2 separate regions of the Mus musculus genome follow, and region 2 is linked to region 1. The links are chromatin contacts, called in public promoter capture Hi-C maps. All regions are on one chromosome and are shown on one strand. Each heading gives the region's core, a stretch centred on a gene start, on an enhancer-like site or on the middle of the called end of the contact. The rest is flanking DNA. Distances are from core to core; before and after follow the strand shown.

Region 1 (6,008 bases), core at 484-2,983:
CCTCCACTGGGCAACAGCAGGTAGACAGGACAAGAGGGGAGGAGTCTCTCACTCATATATCCTACACGGGGATGGAGCTGAGTGGGGACAAGGCCAGGGCAGTGAAGAGAGCATGGAGTGGCCTCTGGCTGGGTGTCTTATGGGGGTCATGCAGGGCTAGAGCCTGCTGGTGTGGGAGCAGTCCTCACCCACTTTCCGCTTGCGGATGACCAGGTTGGGGTCACTGAGCACCTGCTCCTCATCATCGGGGTTCAGGACTTTGCACTGGCGTAGATAGGGTGTGATCCGGGAGGGGTCAATGACAGAGATGAGCTTCACCCGGAAGCTCTCCAGGGTGCTCCAGCACTCGTCGTCATTCTCATAGTCTGACATGTCCTCTGTAGGCTGCGGTTATAATTGGGGAGAGCAGCTGAGGAAGTGCCCACCTTCTGTTCCCTGTCAGCCTAGGATAGGACCCAGGCCTGAGTGTCAGGGCAGGGCTTTGGGCAGGGTCAGAAGGGATCCGTTCTAGGGAAATTTCAGGGCTCAGCCCTATCTCCTCAGCCTCATGGACAGTTTCTGAGGGGAAGCAGAGGTCCATAGACAAGCCACCTCAGACCACCTGTCAAACTGAGCACCCCCAAGCAGCTGCCCGGCCCCTGTCATCTCAGGCTTTCTCATATGGATATGTAGGGAAGTGACCGGTTGGGGTCTAAGAGAATACTCTTTGTACAACAGCCCTGCTCTAGCTTCTGCCCCTACCCAAAAGTGCTCTGGCATGCCCTGGAGGTAGGAGCTTTTGCCTCTAGTGGCCATCCTACATAGTACCTTCTTGGGTGGCATGGACCCTTGCTGGCCAGTCTCCAGATTGGGACTAAGAGGGTCAGGTTGGCTGGAGGCTTTCTCACTGTGCAGGGGGCCAGGCCTATGTCTGACTTCCTCCTTCCCTGACAGCCCCGTGCCCTTCAGGCCTTCCGTTGTAGCCAGCTGGTGATGCAACAGCCTGTGGCACGGTGCTATTCCGGGAGGGCTGGGAGGGTTGGCCGCAGGAGCATGTCTGCCTTCCTGCTAGGCTGGAGTATACTGGAAGGGCAGGCAATGTCATCCACAGTCTACAGACATCTGCTGTGGCTTCCCTCCAGTTTGCTTTTCTGCCGCTAGATGAGCCCTGGCCTTTGGCCACATGATGGGAATCAACCAGGCCAGTTGTATGTAGGGGGTTACTCATGTGGACAAGTGTAGCCTCAGTGAATGGCTTCAATGATTTTAGGGCTGAGTTAAGGTGGCCATAGAGCGCCCCTGGCTCAGTCCCTAACCCCAGCGGAGCTGCACCTCCAGTTAGAGACACGGCCATGGCAGGCCTCTTCTTCAGAGGCATCTCTTGGCTTCCTGCTGCTTTCTGGTTGACCCAGTGGACAGACATTTCTCTAAACCTTGGGCCTATGGCCTGCCATTGCAGCCCCACAGCCACATGGTCCAGCACTGGAGGACTATGCTGCAGTGTACAAGGATTAATCAAATGAAGGCGTGAGGATGGAGGATGCCACCTGCCTGTAGGTACTTACGCGCTCCAGGATCCCCAGCAGTCACCACAGGCTTCCACCCACCTTCCTGGAAGGGTACTGAACTTACCTCAGGGTCTTGTGAGAGCTACCTGCCAGCAGATGCTGTCTGGGTTATGGACATACCAGGAGCCTGGGTCTCTGGGAGTGTGGAGGGGTTCCCTAACTGGAGAAGGGTGGAGCCATGAAGGAGGCTGTGCACTTCCTGATTGATGTGTTCTGGTTGACGCCACAAGCCAGCCAGTCCTCCCGCAGGGGACAGTCTACCTTCTGATTGGCCCATCCAGGAACAGAACAGAGGGAAGTAGAAGTACTCTGGGAGCAGAGGAGCCCTCCCTGCCTGCTCATCTGAACTGGATGGGCAGTCCAAGGTCCTCCTGGATCCAGGCTTCTGAAAGTTGCTTTTCTAACATGGCCCTGCCTCATATCCTCATCTGCCGTCTAAGGACAGTGGTGCAGGGTAGGTGCAGTGGGACAAAGCTTGGTCAAAATCTACAAGCTGTAGGCAGCTATAGTCCTCTATGGATTGCGTGCCACAGCCTCTCCTTCAGGGTGGCCCTTCAAGAGTCAGCCTGAGGTGGGCGTGGGGACCTGCTAGCCCTGCCCAGCCAGTGTAGCTGTTAGACAGGCGCTGCTGTCTAGCCTACAAGATGAGTTGAGGCAAAAGCTTCCAGTGCTGTATGGGAAGGAAGGGTGGGACACTTATGCAGAGCCCCAGCTGGCCCCTTCTGTAGCTTACTGGCCCTCTGCTTGCTCCTATGGGGACAGTGGCCTTGAAAATACTTCCAAAAGCAGCAGTCAGGAGTCCTCTTTGGCCTTGGGGGGCCACACTGCTAGGGATTGTGGCTTGCTGGGTTTCCAGGACGGCAAGGGAGTCCATCCATGGCTTTGCAGTCACTCCAGGAAGGAGGTCACAAGGCCTCCACAGTGGTGGCTTCTTAAAAGTGTTAATAACATGAAACTTTTGCTCATAAAACTGAAGTGGAAGTCAATAGCACAGATAGCTGAAGAAACCCCAAGTTCTCCAGAATGGAGAAACCCAGTGCAGAGGTTAGAAGGAGCCATGACAAACACGCGTCCCTGGATGTGTGACGGCCATCAGCTGGAGTGACAGCTGGTACAATCACTAGGACTAGGCTGGTCATACCATTTTACTATGAGCTGCAAGCTTCCCACAGAGGATGAACACATGTAAAAACTAAATCCTGGCCAGCCTGGTCTACAGAGGGAGTTCCAGGACAGCCAGGGCTACACAGAGAAACCTTGTCTCGAAAAACAAAAACAAAACAAACAAACAAAAAATAACTAAATCCTGGAGAGCCAAGGGCCCAGGATGTATAGTCTGGTGTCATGGAAATAGTGACTAAGAAAAAGGAGAGATGAACCGGCAGTTAAGAGCACTGACTGCTCTTCCAGAGGTCCTGAGTTCAATTCCCAGCAACCATCTGGAAGGGATCCGATTCCCTCTTCTGGTTTGTCTGAAGGGAGTGACAGTGTACTCACATACGTAAAACGCTTTTTTTTTTTTTTAAAAAGGGAGAGACAAGACCCAATGGGGTCTCAGCACCATGCCAAACACAAGCCTCCTATCCAGTGAGAGCTGCTGCTGTGGTAGATGCTGGTTCTGGGGACCTCCCTGAGAGATACAGGCCAGATGGGGACCTCGCCTAGGGGTACAGGCTAGATGACATATCTCCCCCCCCTTTTTTTCTTTTTTAAAGATTTATTTAGGTATGGGTGCTCTGTCTGCATGTACACTGTGTGCCAGAAGAAGGCATCAGATTCCATTATGATCTACCATGTTGGTGATTGAACTCAGGACCTCTGGAAGAGCAGTCAATGATCTTAACCATTGAGCCATCCCAACACATTTTCTTGAAATGGGAAGAAACGCTGATTCTCTATTCTCTCTGCTCTCTGGTAAAGTGCTGGGTCCAGGGGCTGCCTGGGCAGCAAAGGGTGTAAGAGGTTCCCAGAACTGGCAGACAATCACATCCCCAGTTGATGGTGGGCACCCAGCTCTAGACAAAATCACCAAAGGCTATACATTGCTTTTTAAGTGAAAATTAGGCATTTCCTTTATTCCCTCACATACACGGCCCCAAGTCTGTTAACAGGTAGCCTGTGATCACGTGGCCACTGCTATCACCACAGCCTGTAGATCGCTACCGACAGCTTGGTCCTCAGCCTGCAGCTTTCTGGCTTCCCGTCTTCTTGCTGAGGGTTGTGTACTGCTTCTGGGCAGGCTTGGGCCCTGCCTCTTGCCTAGTGAGAGCTGGATTCTGGACCCCTTGACGCCTTGTCCTGAAACACAGGATACTCTTGACAGTGCCTGCCCCTCACCAGGCCCCAGACGTCAGGACAGACCACACAGATGGGGCTGCTGAGCAGCAAGGACTGAGCTGGCACTGCACTGGGGACAGACAGCTCAGCGGATGGCGGTGGCTTCACAACTAGAATGCCCTGACCACCTCAGTCCCATCAATGTCCTTGGTCACCTGCTGACCTGCACCCAGGGACCCAACAGTGAAAGCAACAAGGTAGAGCCCGGGATTTGTGGTCAGAGGAACTGCAGGTAATTATGCTCATGGGCTGCAAGTGGTGAACACCCCAAGACTTGCACTGAGTCAGCAGTGCCACCTCAGGAAAGCAGCCAGAGGGTGCTCTGAGAGCTGACACCCCAGCAAAGAAGGGGATAAAACTCAGGCAAAGGGGAGGAGGGCCAAGGCCAAGAGGCACACTGGGCAACATGTCCTTCAGGTAGGGAAGGACAGAGGACAAGGAGCATCAAGTATCCCTATAGGCTCAGCCTTCAGACTTGGTGCCACATCCCTCAGGTGTTTCCAGAGCAGATGGAGGGAGCCCATATCTGAACTCTGCCTCTTCCTGGTTGCATGGTGGCAGCCTCCCCAGGGACTCACCTTGCTGCTCAAAGCAACCTCTATCTCCGGGAATGCCGAGCACGTCGAGTCCTGAGCACGTTAAGGTCATCAAGGCCATCAGAAGCATCCAGAGGGGAGGGAGCAGAAACCTCACCAGGACTTGGAGCTCTCTGACCAGGGGAGACAAGGTGGCTCTAGCCAGGGTAGGGAATGGGAAAGGGAGGACTCAGAACAACCCCCTCTACTGCCCCCACCCTAACATCAGGGACAGGCAGCTGCTAGGGTATGCTTCCCCAGGACAGAGCAGGGGAGGAACCAGGTCCTAGCTTTCTGCAGTTTTGCCCTTCAGGTACGGTCTCCAACCATTAGTAATTCCATGATAGCCACCCTCTTACTCTCAAGTGCAGGCCAATGGAGGCAGAGACAAGAATGTATCCTAGAGATTCCCAGGTCACCCTGGCACTAGGGCAGCACTACCAGGAAAGGAGTGACAGCTGTGGGAAGGCTCCACACATCTAATCTTTGCAAGGGAGGCGGCTTGGTAGGACTCCTTGGAAGTAGCCAGAGAAATGGGCCCACACATCTTGTCCCTAAGCACCTATGGGAAACAGACTGGCTTGCCAGGCCAGCTCTCTGTGAACAAGAGATGTCTGAGAGGAACTCTATACCCACAAGAGCAGGAACAAGGGCAACAGACCTACACTGTACCTACAGCCCACCCCAGGGTTATGTGTCAGGCCAGCCTCTCTACGTTGAGTTTAGGTGTGTGGTATGTGAGTAGGGTGGGGGTACGTCATATTAGAAGGCTGCCTCCCTCTCCTGCTATATCCAGCCCAGGAGAGGCAACTTTTGCTAAGAAGCCCTTTCCCAACCAGGCAGATTGGACAAGCTTCCTCCTCCTTCAGGAACCCACAGCCTTCTCCCTTGTACAACTTCCACCTGCCCATCTCACCACTCCCAGCAGGCACTGCAGGGACCTTTGCCTGTCACGGGAAGTGGGGCTGCAGTCCAGCATCCATACCTGTACAGGGTCTGGGGCTGCTGGGCTTGCTTGCACTCTGCAGGCCATGCAGTCCAACTGTCTAGCCCTATCCTTGAGCTCCAAGTCACCGAGGTCTTCACTGTCACTCTCAGAAACCACAGCCACGTCTGGTGACAGGGTGGTGGGGATGCTGTTGGGGGGCAGAGTGGCCAGGAATGCAGGAAGGGAGAAGATAGCCAGGAAACGCGTCTTTAGCAGGAGGTAGGCTGGGTTGTCCCGGAATTGCCTCTGTACCAGCTCCAGGGAAGCTTGTAGGGCTCCAGCCTTGGGATCAGGTTGGGCCCCAGCTGCCTGGCTGGCCGCCAGAGAGGAAGCCTTCTGCTCCAAGTCCTGTTTCTGGAGGAGGAGGCTGGACAATGCCCGCAAGCTGCACAGGGAAGGGGGATGATAGGGCATCCTGCTCCCCAGCGGGGGTACAAAAGCACCTTGGCACCCCTTCAGCCATGTGACGATGGCTGCCTCACTTTCCTGGGAAAGGAGACTTAGGTCCAAAGCTGCCTTTTCGGGCCCAGGTGTGGGTGGTATTTCCTGGCCCTGAGGTCC
Region 2 (5,758 bases), core at 740-3,239, 2.3 Mb after region 1:
CACTGTAAAGTAGTTCTCTGACCTCCACATGCGTGCTGTGGCATGTGAGCCCCACATCTCTCTTACACGAAAAACAAACAACAACAACAACAATACTTTTGTAGTTCTTTTGAGACACTGGCTGTTCTGGAACTCTCTATGTAGATCAGACTGGCCTCAAACTCACAGAAATCTACCTGCCTCTGGCTCCCAAATGCTAGGATTAAAGGCATGCGCCTCCATGCCTAGTTAGTGATAGTAATCTTAAATTAAAAACAGAAAGGAGCCAGGCATGGTGGCGCACGCCTTTAATCCCAGCACCAGGGAGGCAGAGGCAGGTGGATTTCTGAGTTCGAGGCCAGCCTGGTCTACAAAGTGAGTTCCAGGACATCCAGGGCTACACAGAGAAACCCTGTCTCGACCCCCCCCCCAAAAAAAAAAACAGAAAGGAGAGATTAAAAAAATAATGAAAGAAAAGAAGAAAGGACTGGGGATGTAGCTCAGGACACAGTGACAGAGGGTGGAGGCAGAAGGATCAGAAATTAAGTTTTTGTTTGTTCATTTGTTTGTTGTTTGGTTGATTTTTTTTTTGTTGTTGTTGTTGTTGTTTTTTTACTATGTAGTGAGAAAGGAGAGAAGGAAGGAGTCGGGACCAGAGTGTACGTCCCATGCCCATGCCGAAGAACACCACGTAACTCAAAAGCAAAAAAAAAAAAAAAAAAAAAGGTCAGTTCTATGGACTTGTTTTACCACAATGGAAACAAAACTGGGCAAACAGCCCCCACACTCCCCACGGCCGGCTGGGACTGACACCAGAAAGGATTCAATGCAAACGCCTTCAGACGGAGGAGTCTCCTGCTATTTCTGCCTGCGAGCAGGCTCTGTGCCCCGGTGAAGGGAGACCTGGGACCTGCACCCACCTTTTTGAAGTTCTGGGAATGGTGAGCACCACTGGGGCGATTCCATCAGACCTAAATCATCCAGAGCCACCCAACTCCCCGAGGGACTTTCTACAGGTTGACCCCCAAATCAAAATGTTACCCCTCTCCTGATGGAGGGCTTTGCAGACTTGGAAGAGCACAGGTGGATAGGCACAGCTCTGCCAGTACCCAGGCTGTCCAACTCCACAGCTAGGGTGACTTGGCTTTCCCCACAGTAGTCTCATAAAAATGCTGGCTTTCCCAGGACCCAGTCACAGACCACAGCATCCATCCGTGGGCATCTCTGCAATGAGCCCTGTTTTCTAAGAAAACCACAACTCAAACTCACCTTTTCCTCTAGGTGAGAAGAGCTACAGATGCTCAAGGAGCCAAGAGCCTTTGGCAGTGCCTCCCCTCCATCATCCTGTGGTCTGCCTCACCTTGTCATTTCCCTTCAGTAAATTCCCAAGGAAAGGGTGTCTGACTCCCCTCCCCGGTGCTTCCAGGAACTTTTGAGAGGGTCATCAGAGCTACCAATCCCTTCTGAGATCCTGGCACAGGGCAGCTCTAGCCCAGGGGGACACCAATTTGGGCTCCTCTGGTGCCCCTAGAAAAGTGCTCTGTGTGTGTGTGTGTGTGTGTGTGTGTGTGTGTGTGTGTGTGTGTGTGTGAAGGGGGGGATTGACTTTGTGTATCTGGGTGAAGCCTAGCCCCCTACAATGAAGTTTCACAGAATTCGCAGGAGGAAAGCTCGGTGTTTGCGCTATCTTGGGGTATCGGGACTGGTCCATGTTCCTTCCTTCTTCTCTCCCCTGGTGATGAGCACTGCATCCAGAAGAGAGACTACCACAGTATTCTTCCTCTCACCTTAAAGGGAAGCAGACACCCTCCCTGCCTTGGGCACCCAGGACGAACTTTTCAGCGGAGCCCAGCCAGCACGGGTCTGGCAGCACTCACCGTCAGGGAGCTGTCCCTCTTCTGAGTTCTGCCCGAGAGCCACGAACCTCCACACTGTCCCTGGGGACTGCTCTCGGCTCGGTCAACGTTATGAGTCTCTGCACAGACAGACACTTCTCCTTTTCGTTTCTGTGTTTCCCGCCCCCCTTCTGTTCCCCTCCCTGATTTTCAATCTGATTATTTGTGTCAAAATCTGGCGGCTGCAGCGTCAGCCAATGACCAGAGCGCGAAAGTGCAGCCACATTTGCTTATCAAAACTTCACAGAAGCTTCTAACCCACTGGAAATTTCTCCAGAAACTTTCAGTAGCATTTGGGTGAAAGAGAGTGGCTAACTTATTAAAATGTAAAAGTCTAGCATTGACTTACAGTCCCTCATCCTTGCTTTAGATTTTATTTCTTTCCCTTCCTTCTTTCCCTCCCTTCCCCCTCTTCCCCTTTTCTCTTCTTTCCCCATCCATCTTCCTTTTCTTCCCCCTCTCCTTCCTCTCCTCCTCCTCTCTCCTCTTTTTCTCCCTTCTTCCTCTTGCTTCTCCTCTCCTAGATTCCACCATCACACACTTTCTCGCTGAGGCATTAGAGGGGCCCCTGTGTTTAAAGCTCTTGGATCCTGGGCCAGTACAGATCACTCTTAACCAACAGGATTCTGTCTCCCACTGAGCTCATTCTTAAAAAAAAAAAAAAATGGAGTTTCCCCCAGACAACCACAGACCAGCAGAACCACAAATAGACAGAGTAGAAGAACAACAAAAAAAGCAAGGTAGTGAATTTGGGGGCCTTGGAACCTGTACCTGGCAAAGTTCAAGTACAGATTGAATACCCAAGTACCACGGCCGGCGTGTGCTGCCATCTAGTGGCAGCATGAGAGACAGAGAGGTCAATGGGGGCCCCTCTGGGTACCCAGGCCAGCGCAGGGCATTTCACCCCATTTGAGCAGAGCCCCATTCCCTGGTCCCCACTTTCTTTTCCCTGCTCTGCCCCTTGGCCTCCTCCCGTTTGGGGATGACTGATTTATTCCAGGAAGTTTTGCATACAGAGAGAACTCCACCAAACAGCACTGTTAGCTGATTTGCATGCTCTTGCAGCCAGGACTGGAGAGATTACATTTCCCCCATAAAGAAAACAAACACGGGACAGGAAGCCCCGATTGAAACTGCAAGTCCAATGTTCAAAGTGTAGAGAAAAGAGATGTTTCGTTTGAGGCCTTTCTGCTGAGGGGGCTAACCCTGTGGCAGCGGCCGGAGGTCACAACAGACTCCCCAAGGGGACACAGGTCCAGACTGGTGGCCACAGATAGGAGACAGCTACACCCAGCCCTTGTTCTCTCTCTCTCTCTCTCTCTCTCTCTCTCTCTTTCGAGACAGGGTTTCTCTGTGTAGCCTTGATTGTCCTGGAACTCCCTCTATAGAACAGGCTGGCCTCGAACTCAGAAATTCGCCTGCCTCTACCTCCCAAGTGCTGGGATTAAAGGTGTGCGCCACCACACCCAGCCTTGTTCTCTCTTTATAAAACGTCTTGAGTATTCTTTGGGTGGTACACGTTACCAGCCAGCACTCGGTGAGAACTGAGTCACTATGCAGAAAACTTAATAGACCATACGTGGGACATTTTTAAACTGTTCCCTGACAGGGACCAGCCCTCATTTCTTGTCACATACACTTACACTTGACTGTCTTTCCTGCTGAGCCATGTCTCATTCAAATCCTCCTCTGTGGACATCTTTAATGGTTTTACACCCACTTCCCTCCCCATAACCTTCCCAAAGCTTTGGCTTTCTAAATGCACAATTGTTAGGCTGAGCTCTGGCCTCAAGCTGCTGTGTAGCACAACCAGTTCAACGGTGGCTCTGAAGCTGGCGCCACAGGGGGTGAGGCTCTGCCACTGAAGGATCCCAGGCCCGGGTGTCTTTTAGGCTAAGACTCCCACATTTTGTCCTTGGCATGACCAGGACACAGCCCCTTCATGCCAGGACCCCCACTTGGCATGACAGTCCTATACAGCCCTGACCCAAACCACCTTAGGTGGCCTCTGGAGCCAACACTGCTTCTGTAAGTGGTCAGTTTTGGAGGCCGTGCCTTCATTTCGTCCTTAAGGGATGGATGCCTCCAGAGATGTGGACACTCATTCACTTATTCAACAGCACTCCATGGATCTGTTTTTTTAAAAAAGATTTATTTATATTATATTTATTATTATATCTAAGTACACTGTTGCTGTCTTCAGAAGAGGGCATCGGATCTCATTACAGATGGTTGTGAGCCACCATGTGGTTGCTGGGATTTGAACTCAGAACTTTCAGAAAAGCTGTCAGTGCTCTTAACTGCTGAGCCATCTCTCCAGCCCCATGGATCTGTTCTTAAATGAGGTACTTCTTTTCATCTTCTTCCTCCTCCTCTTTTCCCTCCTCCCCCTCCTCCTCCTCCACCTCCTCTTCTTCTTCCTCTTCTTCCTCCTCCTCCCTTTTCTGTGCTTGGTCAAGGTTGGCTAACCGGTGCCCTTGTTGTACCCTCTCACATGCGGTAGGGGTAAACATATTCTAAAGCTGTGACCATACAGAGCAAATGACAGAAGACTAAAGGAATGCTTTTGTCCCACCAGTCCCTTTTAAACATTTTATTTTTATTTATGTATGCTAATATGGCTGCAATTGAGTGTTTGCATGCGTGCTCAGCACCCATGGAGGACAGAAGAGAGTGTCAGACCCCTAGAGCAGGAGATAAAAGCAGCTGTGAGCTACCTGGCATGAGTGGTAAGTGCTGGGGACCAGACTCATGTCCTGTGAAAAAGCAGCAAGCATCCTTAACCACTGAGCTTTCCCACCCCTCACAACCCCATCTATAGCAGCACCAAGCCATGGATGAAGAAACCAGAGAACTCCTGGTCCAGTCCCTGTCATCATTCTAGGTCTCATGGTCCAATGTGAATCTCGGAAGGGCATATTTAGACCACAGCAGGCTTTAGACAAGGAACCGGTGGGGCAGAGCAATCTGAAAGAAACTCACGGTTTGGGGTGACAAGCACTGTGATGCAAAGGTGGGAAAATGCAGAGTGAGCATGGAACTTTGGAACATGGACCCAGATGTGGGGGTCCAGTGAAAGAAGTACTTCTGTTTATTACTTATTTTGTGTATTTTATTTTATTTTTATTACTTTTATTTACGTATGGGGTTTTGCCTGCACATACGCCTGTGCACCGTGAACATGCAGTACTGGCCAGAGCCAGAAGAGGGCATCAGATCCCCCTGGATCTGGATTTACAGGAGGTTGTGACCTTGTGCTAGGAATCAAACCTGGGTCCTCTGGAAGAGCAGCTCTTAGCCACTGAGTTATCTCTCCAGCCCCCAGGAAGTGACCTCTAAATGGATGTCTGGGCTCAGAGGAGTGACTGAGAAGAGAAACAGCACAAAGAGCTAGGGGCCAGGACCTCAGGGAACTCACAGCCAAGTTCAAGTGAGAGACTGAATAAAGGGGAGCCCAGTGAGGATCGAGGAAACAAAGGCCAGGAAGAGGGTTATAAAAGCTACCCCGATTTCCCTTTACCTGCGGGCCTAAAACGTACATGTCAGAGCTTAGCAGCCAGTGTTTTCCACGATGTCAGCACTCTGTCACATAACAACTCACTTTCAGATGACAGTTGCAGAAACTCAAGACAAGCTACTAGCATTTTTGTTTTAGATTTATTGACTTCATGTGTTTGAGTGCTTTGCCTGCAGATATGTGATGCAGCATTTCTCTGCCAGCAAAGTGAGCCAATTCAAGCCAGATTAGATGCAGGTTTATTGGGAAGTTTCTTTCTGGAGAGTTCACTGGTCCCAAGGACTGAGGCCAGGGAAGTCATGGTGGGGAGAGAGAAGTGGAGGGGGAGAGAAAGAGAAAAAGGATTCGCTGGGAGAGAGAGAAGGAG

What was found. Promoter capture Hi-C pulls out the DNA fragments that hold promoters and counts their contacts.
Region 2: a contact with region 1 is called in a promoter capture Hi-C map of liver, with 4 times the contacts expected there. The contact joins the promoter of Gfi1b here to the promoter of Card9 in region 1. A contact is called at or near these places in 1 of 39 promoter capture datasets (liver) and 1 of 9 other capture datasets (adipose tissue).

The regions. Positions count from the first base shown.
Region 1 is chr2:26,359,176-26,365,183 of GRCm38.p6, forward strand. It overlaps Card9 (caspase recruitment domain family, member 9), which reads right to left and starts at 1,734. Exons shown (of 13, transcript NM_001037747.3): 1 at 1,612-1,734; 2 at 189-384. The coding sequence starts at 372. The region is part of intron 1 of Gm13562 (a long non-coding RNA gene); the gene reads left to right. Snapc4 (small nuclear RNA activating complex, polypeptide 4) reads right to left here. Exons shown (of 23, transcript NM_172339.4): 21 at 5,445-6,008; 22 at 4,463-4,593; 23 at 3,590-3,845. The coding sequence ends at 4,483.
Region 2 is chr2:28,619,993-28,625,750 of GRCm38.p6, forward strand. Gfi1b (growth factor independent 1B) reads right to left here and starts at 1,990. Exons shown (of 7, transcript NM_008114.3): 1 at 1,857-1,990. Gm52548 (a long non-coding RNA gene) reads left to right here. Exons shown (of 2, transcript XR_003954006.1): 1 at 1-920; 2 at 1,261-2,211.